Linked DNA regions of Mus musculus: regions 1 and 3 are each linked to region 2. Evidence: chromatin contacts called from public HiChIP or PLAC-seq data. All regions are on one chromosome and are shown on one strand. The core of a region is the stretch at or near the end of the contact, and the rest is flanking DNA. Distances in the headings are between cores, read along the strand shown. Region 1 overlaps Mideas (mitotic deacetylase associated SANT domain protein). Region 2 holds the start of Fam161b (family with sequence similarity 161, member B). Region 3 has its middle 36 kb from the start of Vsx2.

Evidence for each region. HiChIP or PLAC-seq counts read pairs in DNA pulled down with a chosen protein or histone mark.
Region 1: an H3K4me3 HiChIP or PLAC-seq map of pro-B cells shows a contact between it and region 2, with 4 times the contacts expected there. The contact joins the enhancer-like site here to the promoter of Fam161b in region 2. A contact is called at or near these places in 1 of 39 promoter capture datasets (hippocampal neurons), 2 of 484 Hi-C or Micro-C datasets (CD4 T cells and embryonic stem cells), 3 of 115 datasets of contacts at active chromatin or transcription factors (embryonic limb bud, embryonic stem cells and pro-B cells) and 4 of 9 other capture datasets (adipose tissue, embryonic stem cells, liver and 1 more).
Region 3: a contact with region 2 is called in an H3K27ac HiChIP or PLAC-seq map of embryonic stem cells, with 12 read pairs. The contact joins the enhancer-like site here to the promoter of Fam161b in region 2. A contact is called at or near these places in 3 of 39 promoter capture datasets (embryonic stem cells, liver and stem cell-derived epiblast-like cells), 4 of 115 datasets of contacts at active chromatin or transcription factors (bone marrow-derived macrophages and embryonic stem cells) and 4 of 9 other capture datasets (adipose tissue, embryonic stem cells, liver and 1 more).

Annotation. Positions count from the first base shown.
Region 1 is chr12:84,174,365-84,177,064 of GRCm38.p6, forward strand. It overlaps Mideas (mitotic deacetylase associated SANT domain protein), which reads right to left. Exons shown (of 13, transcript NM_001163501.1): 2 at 1-59. Among named protein-coding and RNA genes, the nearest start is that of Gm40475, 13 kb to the left of the region's middle. RefSeq lists an enhancer at 1,327-2,379. Within about 2 kb of position 1,392, at least 414 of the 459 cell types and tissues checked have an H3K27ac peak or open chromatin away from gene starts, as enhancers often do. A contact at or near this core is called in adipose tissue, embryonic limb bud, embryonic stem cells and 4 more, where this site is marked.
Region 2 is chr12:84,360,425-84,363,124 of GRCm38.p6, forward strand. It overlaps Fam161b (family with sequence similarity 161, member B), which reads right to left and starts at 1,404. Exons shown (of 9, transcript NM_001358283.1): 1 at 1,268-1,404. The coding sequence starts at 1,321. It overlaps Coq6 (coenzyme Q6 monooxygenase), which reads left to right and starts at 1,544. Exons shown (of 12, transcript NM_172582.3): 1 at 1,544-1,813. The coding sequence starts at 1,627.
Region 3 is chr12:84,532,945-84,535,644 of GRCm38.p6, forward strand. No RefSeq gene overlaps it. Among named protein-coding and RNA genes, the nearest start is that of Vsx2, 36 kb to the right of the region's middle. Within about 2 kb of position 1,422, at least 17 of the 459 cell types and tissues checked have an H3K27ac peak or open chromatin away from gene starts, as enhancers often do. A contact at or near this core is called in embryonic stem cells, where this site is marked.

The sequences.
Region 1 (2,700 bases), core at 142-2,641, 190 kb before region 2:
CTCTTGCGCTCAGCTACACTTCCCTAATCATGATGCCTGCCTGTGCCAGGTCCTGGAGCCTGCAGAGGAAAAACCAGTGACAGTGTTAGCCACGTGACCCCTAGATATGAGCACCAGTGTCCCCCTGCCTCAAGTCACTCATGGGGGCCAGGGATCATGGGGCAGCTGCCAGCAAGACAGCAGGATCAGGTGTCCTCGCTCTTCCTGTCCCACCACCTCCTGGCTAGACTCTCGTCTGCTGCATTTGGTTGTGTAACTCGGAACCCTCTAAAGACACAGACCAAGGGGCCAAGTGGGGCTGACATGTTGCCTAAGCTCCAAGTCAAACGGGGAAAAGGGAAAGCAAAAGCCAAACTGAGAACCTTGTCCTATTAAACTATAAACTAGGCTGGGGCACAGTGCAGCCCAGGTCTGTTCCTTCCCACATGACTGTCTACACAATAGCTCCAGACCCAGAAGAATTCCCCTAAGGTCACTGCTCCCCTCCACCTAAAGAAGAGCAAGTTAGGGGACAGGGACTATTCCCAGCATAGCCACCCATCCTCTGTCACACCAGGCTCTTGCAAAGCCCACAGGGCCCATAGAGTTAGGCTTGCAGCCTTTTATGCCGAAGCACGTAGGTGAGGCCCCACCCCTGGGAAGAGTTGCTGGGTGGGGCTCTGGCTGCTGAAATCTTTCTCAAACTAACACAGAACCTGTTTTGCAACCCTGGCTGGATGTGGGCCCAATTTAGTCTAGTAGCTGGTCAGCAGCTGTTGCTGGCTACCACCGCCGTCCCCTCCACTGTTAAAGAGTGCCTAGCCAGAGCAGAGTCTAACTCAAATAGGAACGGTGCAGAGTTCTAGACCTCAGGCCCTCGAGACTGCCTATGATGGAAAGTGTTCAGTTGTTTTGCTTTGCCATATTTTGAGGATGGTGTTGCTGGGATAGGGGCTTTATTCATGCTAAGCACATGTTGAACAAGTGAGCCAGACTCCCCACCCCACTCTAAGCTGATGTCTAAAGTGACAGTTACACTGACATTGCTACAGAATAGAATCCAGGCCTGTATTTTACAACATGCATAGCTGCTTGCTGTGTTGTTAAGTTTTTGTTCTTCAGATAAAATTTTGTTTATTTGTTTAGTTAGTTTGTCTCCCTCTGGGAAGTTGGTAAGAGTAGGAGGTATACAAGCCCACCTCTTTGCCAAGACTCTGACCCTGGGTCACTAAGGTGGAAAGGCTAGAGGTGGGCAAGGATGAATCTGCAGATCCTGGTAGGCTCAGATACCACAGAGATTATGATAGCAGGTGGGGCAGTTCCCAGAAAACCAGCAGCAAAGAACAGACCTGGCGTCATAAGTCCTGCCCACGAGAAGCCCCGCCCACACCGAGCCCCGGTTCTCCTCCCAGGCTCTCCGTGCTATCGCTGCTCCGCACGTTTCCGCAGCTCCAGCCCGGGCTCCCTCCCGGACTGGCCTGCCTGCCTGCCAGCCTGGCCGCTTGACTCACTGGAGGCCCCCTCCCTTTCTTTCACTTTCACCCAGCACCCAGAAGGGGAGCAACTTCCTCCACCATTTCCTTCCTCAGCTCCTGGGCCTGGTAGACAGCGCGAGCTTTAGCCCAGGAGAACGGCGAGAGAGCTCTAAGTCCGTGCACTCCTTTGTTTTCATTTGTGGAAATCGCAGGGACAGACGGACTGAGGACACTGAGTCACCCTAGCACCAGCAGGAAGGGAAGGATTTGGACAAGCGCTCAGGGCTGGAGACCCTCTTTGAACAAATCTTTCTCATGCTTTTTAAACCCCCTTCCTTGGGTAGCCAGACCAATTCACAACAGAGAACTGAAAGCCAGCCAGAGATGGAAAATCCCCTGGGGCCTCCATGATGAAGCTGAAGGGTGGGACTTCGAGTTCCACCTCTCCGAGGGAGACCCAAGCCTGGCAAAACTAGAAATACGTGTGTGTGTGTGTGTGTGTGTGTGTGTGTGTGTGTGTGTGCGCGCAGCAAGGCAGAGGAAGAAAAAAAAAAGGCAGGGAGGAGACAGGACAGAGGGAAGCCCAGCAGGCCACGTGCCTCTAGGGAGCTGCAAGCTCAGGGATGCTCACAGGCACTCAGGATGCCTGTCGCCTGGGAGTCACAGCATGGGCTTTGGGGGCCTGCAACAGGGGAAGGCCCACGTGGCAGGCAGGCATGGGTGCACGTGCAGACAGGTTCCTGTCAGAGGGGGCCTAGGCAGGGGATGGCTATTCAGTGCCCGGCTTGGGGGTTTAGAGGGCAGAAGGCGGAGTCTGGGTCCGGAGCTCCAGAATATGGAAGCTCTTGCCCATGGGTGTGTGCGGTAGCAGGGGAGATTAAATCTGAGGGTGGATCAAGCTGTTTTTCTTCCTACCCTGCACACCAGGGAGAGCCCATCAACTCAGCATATACCATGATAGGGGAGACTTGCTCTGAACAAGAGGCTGGTTTGGGGAACGGTGGAATCACCCCATAAGCTTCCTGCTGCAGAAATCCCCACAACTCCCTGGCCTGCCAAGCAGGAGGCAAACGTGCAGGCCTAAGAGAAGAGGAAGCTGGAAGGACCACCATGGCAGCCAAGCTCTAAGTAGCCCTAATAATAACAATGTAGCCGGCTTGTCTGTGTCAAGAGTGTCCAAAGTACTTTGTATTTTTTAAAGCCTTGTATCAAGCACCAATAGTTTAACTCCCATTTTGTAGGTAAG
Region 2 (2,700 bases), core at 154-2,653:
GTGGCTGGAGGACAGTGGCCTGAGATGTCCTTAGAGTGGTAGGTACAAGGCCACCAGTGGACTATTGATGATTAGTGGCAATTGGAGCAGTCCATCTGAGTTAGAGATAAGTGTGTGCTCTAACCCTAGCTCTGCTGCTGAAGAACATGTGATCTAGAGCAAAACTCTCTCCTTCCCCTGCCCCTCTCTCTCTGTTGTGACAGGGTCAAAGGGCGACCTTGAACTCCTTATCCTTCTGCTTTAGTAATTTGAGTTGTTGGGATTACAAGTTTGAGCCATAATGCTGGCTCTTTCGTTTTAAAAACAACTTTATTGAAACACAATGTCCATAGTGTACAAGTGAGCCATTCAAAGCGTACTCTCCTCCAGTTTCTAAAACAGCCAGGGTCATCTAGCAATCACAGTAGAAGTCAGACCATTTTCACCATTCCTCTAAAGCAGTGTCCTCAACTGTTCTAATGCATCGACCCTTTAATACAGTGTTTCATGTGGTGGTGAGCCCCAACCATAGTCATTTTCATTGTTAATACTGTAATTTTGCTACTGTTATGAATTGTAAGGTAAATATCTGATATGCAGGATGATCTTAGGTGAAACAGATTGAGAATCTCTGCTCTGAAGCACCAGTGTAGCATTTAATTGTCACTTATATCCCTTAACCCTCCCACATCTTCCTCTCAACCTGTCAGCCCTAGGCAACTACCAGCCTACTTTCTGTTTTCAGAGATTTCGGGGCAAATTGCTTAACCCATCTCTTTTCTTTTCTAGAAAATGGGTTTGAGAGGATACAACACATTAAACACATTCAGTTTAATGAATTTTAATATATTTGAAGAGCTGCGTTTCGGTGCGTTTTCCTTACTCTAAAACGACAACAAAAACCTTGGAAGCTTTTAGAAGTCTCTCCTCACCTCCTCAGCCCTTTTAGAAGTCTCTCCCTGTTTCTCCTCACCTCAGCCCCATGCAATGACGCGCCCCCTAGATTTGCCTTTTCTGGATAATCATATTAAGATAGAGATCGCTTTTAAGATTTTCAAGGTTAATTCGTGGTTTGTTATTAGTACGATTCCTGATATCAGAGCCTGGTACAAGACACAAAAGACCCACGTCCCCCAAGACTGGTTCTCTAAGTGCCCAAGCGCTGCCAATTTTAATTCTTCGCCCTTTGATGACACGCCCCTGACTCTGTCTCCACGGCAACGCTAAACAGTTTCCACTCTTGAGGATTCCTTGCTGAGGCATCCGACTTCCTCCTTTCTCCACTCACCTCACGGCTCCACTCGGCGCACTCAGGACCTCCCGCAGTCCTCCCCACAGTCATCTTCCTAACTAGAGAGAGAGAGAAGCAGAGGTGAAAGCAGCAGTGACAACCGTGACAGCGGCGCCGGCGGTTAGGTACTGCTAGCCACGCCCCTTCATGGCTTTAGCCTTGGATTGGCTTCCAGTCTTTAGTCTGTTCCGCCCAATGAGGCAAGAGCGTCTTCTGATTGGATAATTTTCTTCAACTATTTTATTTCCGGTTTTGAAGACAGGGCTAAAACCACACAAGGTTGACGACTGCCCCGGAAGCACTTTCCAGGACCTATCAGGGAGAAGTCCCGGGCGCGGGCGCAGGCAGGAGTCATTATGGCGGCCCGCATTGGCTCCATGGCAGGCTTGCTCTGCGTTCGCTGGTGGAGTTCCGCGCAGCTCGCAGCCAGAGGAGGCCCGCTAGTTGCCAGCCAGCGATGGGCGGGCTCCTCGGCAGACACCGTGTACGACGTGGTGGTGTCAGGAGGAGGCCTAGTGGGCTCTGCCATGGCTTGTGCCTTAGGTAGGTGCATCTCGACCGCGGGCTGGAGGATCTGGGCTGTGGAGGGACGGTACTCACAGTGGAGGTCGGGACGCTGTCCAGACACCTAACGTGCCTGACCTGGTGCTTTGCTCACTGTCCTTCCAGGGGAGTCCTCGGGAATGGCATGGGTTCTGCGGGATCACAAGTGGGCGGGCCTTTCTAAGTCAGTCTGACCCTTGAGAACTGTCCAGGATTGTTTATGAGCACCTCGAGAGGCATCGGGCTTTGTAGTATCGGATGGTAGATCGGATTGACCTCGAAATCACAGAGATCATCTTCCTCAGTCTTCTGAGTGCTGGGATTAAGGCCCGCGCCCCCACTCCTGGTCTTAAAGCTGCTTTATTAAGATAACATTCATCTAGTTATAAGTGCTCCCACTTAAAGCGTACAGTCCAATGAGTTTTTAGTATTTTTGCAGAGCTATTCAGTACCTACAATAAGTTTTATTACCGTTTCCTTACTTTATAAAAAACCAAAAAGCAAAAAAATAAAAAAAGACTTGGAATTCATTAGATGTCACTCTCCACACTTCTGCTCACCTTCTCAGCCCTACAGACTCTCCTACTTTCTGTCTATAGATTTACCTTTTCCGGATAGTTCTATGTAGTTGGAGATATACTCTGTTTTAAAGGTTAATCCAGGTTGGAGTCTGTATCAGACAGCTTTTGTTTTGAGAGCTGATGCCATCCTCAATTGTGTTGAAAGTATGCTTGGTTTTCACTTTTGGCCTGTAAAGGAATGATGCTAGTAGGGACATTCTGTGTGCAAACTTTGGTGTGAACAGTGTTGATCATCTCGAGGCTATTCTCTAGTGAAATCTCTGGGTTATGTGGCAATGCTGATGTTTTGAAGACCTGCCAGACTTT
Region 3 (2,700 bases), core at 172-2,671, 170 kb after region 2:
GGTACGACACCCAGACCTCCATACCCAGACCTGCAGTGAGGTTCTTACCACCATGTCAAAGAGAATTTACACAGAGCCTGAGTGAGAGTCTACCCTCGACGAGCACATGGCCTGCCAGAGGCTCCATTCCTCAGCTCGCTTACGTTTGAACCCTGTCACCTTCATGTCTGCCTCTTCCCCTGTGGACTGACCCCAGTCTCTCTTGGATGATCTCTTTAAACACACACACACATACACACACACACACACACACACACACACACACACGTAGCCTATTTGCCCACGCATAACTGGCTGTATTCTGTGTGACTCAGAAGGTTGGCTGGTAGATAAAGGACATTCTGATTCCTCCAGGATTGCAACCCATTTCCAACAGGAACACTTGGGGTGATACAGTGATAAACTTAATCATAGCCAGGGTCAAAGGATGTAAGGAGAGTTTCCTGGGGTATCTGAAACTCAAGTTCTAAACAGAATTTCTCCATCTTCATTTTGATCTACATGTGATATTGTTGGGAGTGACCTCCCGTAACCAGAAAGTGCTCAATTATATAGAATCAAAGGCGCCAAAAGTCTCAGAGTGACTGTTTTTCCACCATCCCTGTGTGAGACACCATGGTAACAAATGTTAAGTCCAAATGTGCTAAGTCTCCCACTGTAGCAAATAACACTTCTGGAATTTGCTGGAGTCGTGAGGTGTGTCCTTGCCCCATGTGGGAATCAGTGCAGGGCATATCTTACCGTTGTATGGCTACCTGACAGGGCCACTAAACGAGGACTTGGTGCCTTTTTTTTTTCCTGCTCACATTTGTTAAAATTATTGACACTTTCAGGAAAAATACGGTAGCCTTGGAGTAATTAGTGCCGAGTACCATCTCCACCCCTCCCCCGCAGCCTCCACTTTGTGAAGTAACCTCTGGCTAGCAAGGGTACTTGGGAAATGCAGTGGTTGACTCAGCAGACAATGCTGAGAACCACTTGGAGGGAAGTATTTTCCATGACCTTGGCAGGGTTCTGAGCTGGCACTGGCTTCCCATGATGCCAAATCACCATGGCACAGCTTTTCCTCCTGGTAGTTTCTGAGCATCGATGTTATTCAGGTCACTACCCTGGAATGCATTTCCTGCTTTATTCTATGTCCCTGGTCCTTGCTCCATACCCCTCCACAGTGCTCCGGGTGCTTTTCCAGGTATGAGCTTGGTCAGGTTCTCATTCCCTTCTCAGGGCTTAACAGGCCCCACTGGGGCCTCAGCCTCCACCCTCAGAGAGCAGCCTGGCCTGACCAGCCTGAGGTCTCAGGTCAAATGAGGCTGAAGGTCACATCCTGGTGCCTTCCTGGATGCAGCCAAGCCTCAGGGACAGCGGCCTGAGCTCTTAACTCCACACAAAGGAACAGCAGGGAAGAATCAAGTTAGAAGAGTGATGAGCATGTGAGCCAGCCCAGAGCCAGAAATAGTCTACAGAATATGGGGTGGCTCAGAGGGAAGCAAACCCCAGAGCTCTTCATTCATCCTAGCCTCCTGCCCCATCTGCCACTGTTGCTTTGCCTCCACCTTTGAGTGAGTGAGAGAGAGAGAGTGTGTGTGTGTGTGTGTGTGTGTGTGTGTGTGTGTGCACGTGATCATGTCTGCCTGTGCATAGGTCAGAGAGCACTGTTGGATGTCTTTCTCCATTGCTTCTCCAAGCCTGAGGAATCTTGTCCCCACCTTCCTAGTGCTGAGACTGCAGGCATGCCCCGCTAGGCCTGGATTTTTACATGGGTCCTGGGACTCCAACTCAGGTCTCTGCAAGATGAGGTGTCTGGTGGAAAAGACAGGAAAGAAGCAGGAAGACTAGGCCTTGTCCTGAGACATAACAGCCAACCCCAACCTGGGGCATCAAGCCCCGACACCTGGGTAGGCTCTGGGGGATCCTGAGGAGGTTTGACCCATACATCAGTAGAAACAGATGACAAGATGAGAATAGTAAATCCTAAGGTGGCCACATCTGCTCCCCTCCTCTGCCAGAATGTGTTTACCAAAAAGGTCAAGTCACAAAGAGAGCAACATGGCGGACTTGTGTAGCTCTGAGTCCTGCCTGGCCATTACCATAGCTATGAGGCTTTCAGCCAGATGAGAGGGGTGGCTGGATCCGATGATCCCTCCAAAGGAAGAGGGGAGCACTCCAGAAGGGAGGATGGCTGAGGCAGTTGTGACTATGGGAGGACTGTAGTGCAGGCGACACTCTCCAATCTTACCAAAGATTGATGCAAATTGGTTTGGCTCTGACCCTGTCACACCAGGAAGGATAATGATTCCAGCACAGGCGGGGGGGGGGGGGGGGGGGGGCTGTGAGGATTGGTGGCTCACTTCATGTCTTCATTAATGATCTGAAAGACTGGGGTAAACAGCATGCTAATGAAACCTGCGGATGATTGGTGTTACCAACCCCAGAGAGGACAGGAAAATCGCACAGCAAGACCCAGAGAGCTTAGAAATATGGGCCGGCGATTGTCAAATGATTCGTCCTAGGAAAATGAAAGTAGACACGTCAAGGAGAAATGATGGAGGTGCCTCTGGGTGCGGGGAGGACTGCGAGCCTGTGAAGCAGAGATGGGTGGCAGGGTTGGAAGGTTAAGTAAGGGGACAAGAGTGCAGGAAACATGGAAGATCCAGCCTCGAGGACCCAGGGACAAACACAGCACCCGGGGCTAGGTGTGCC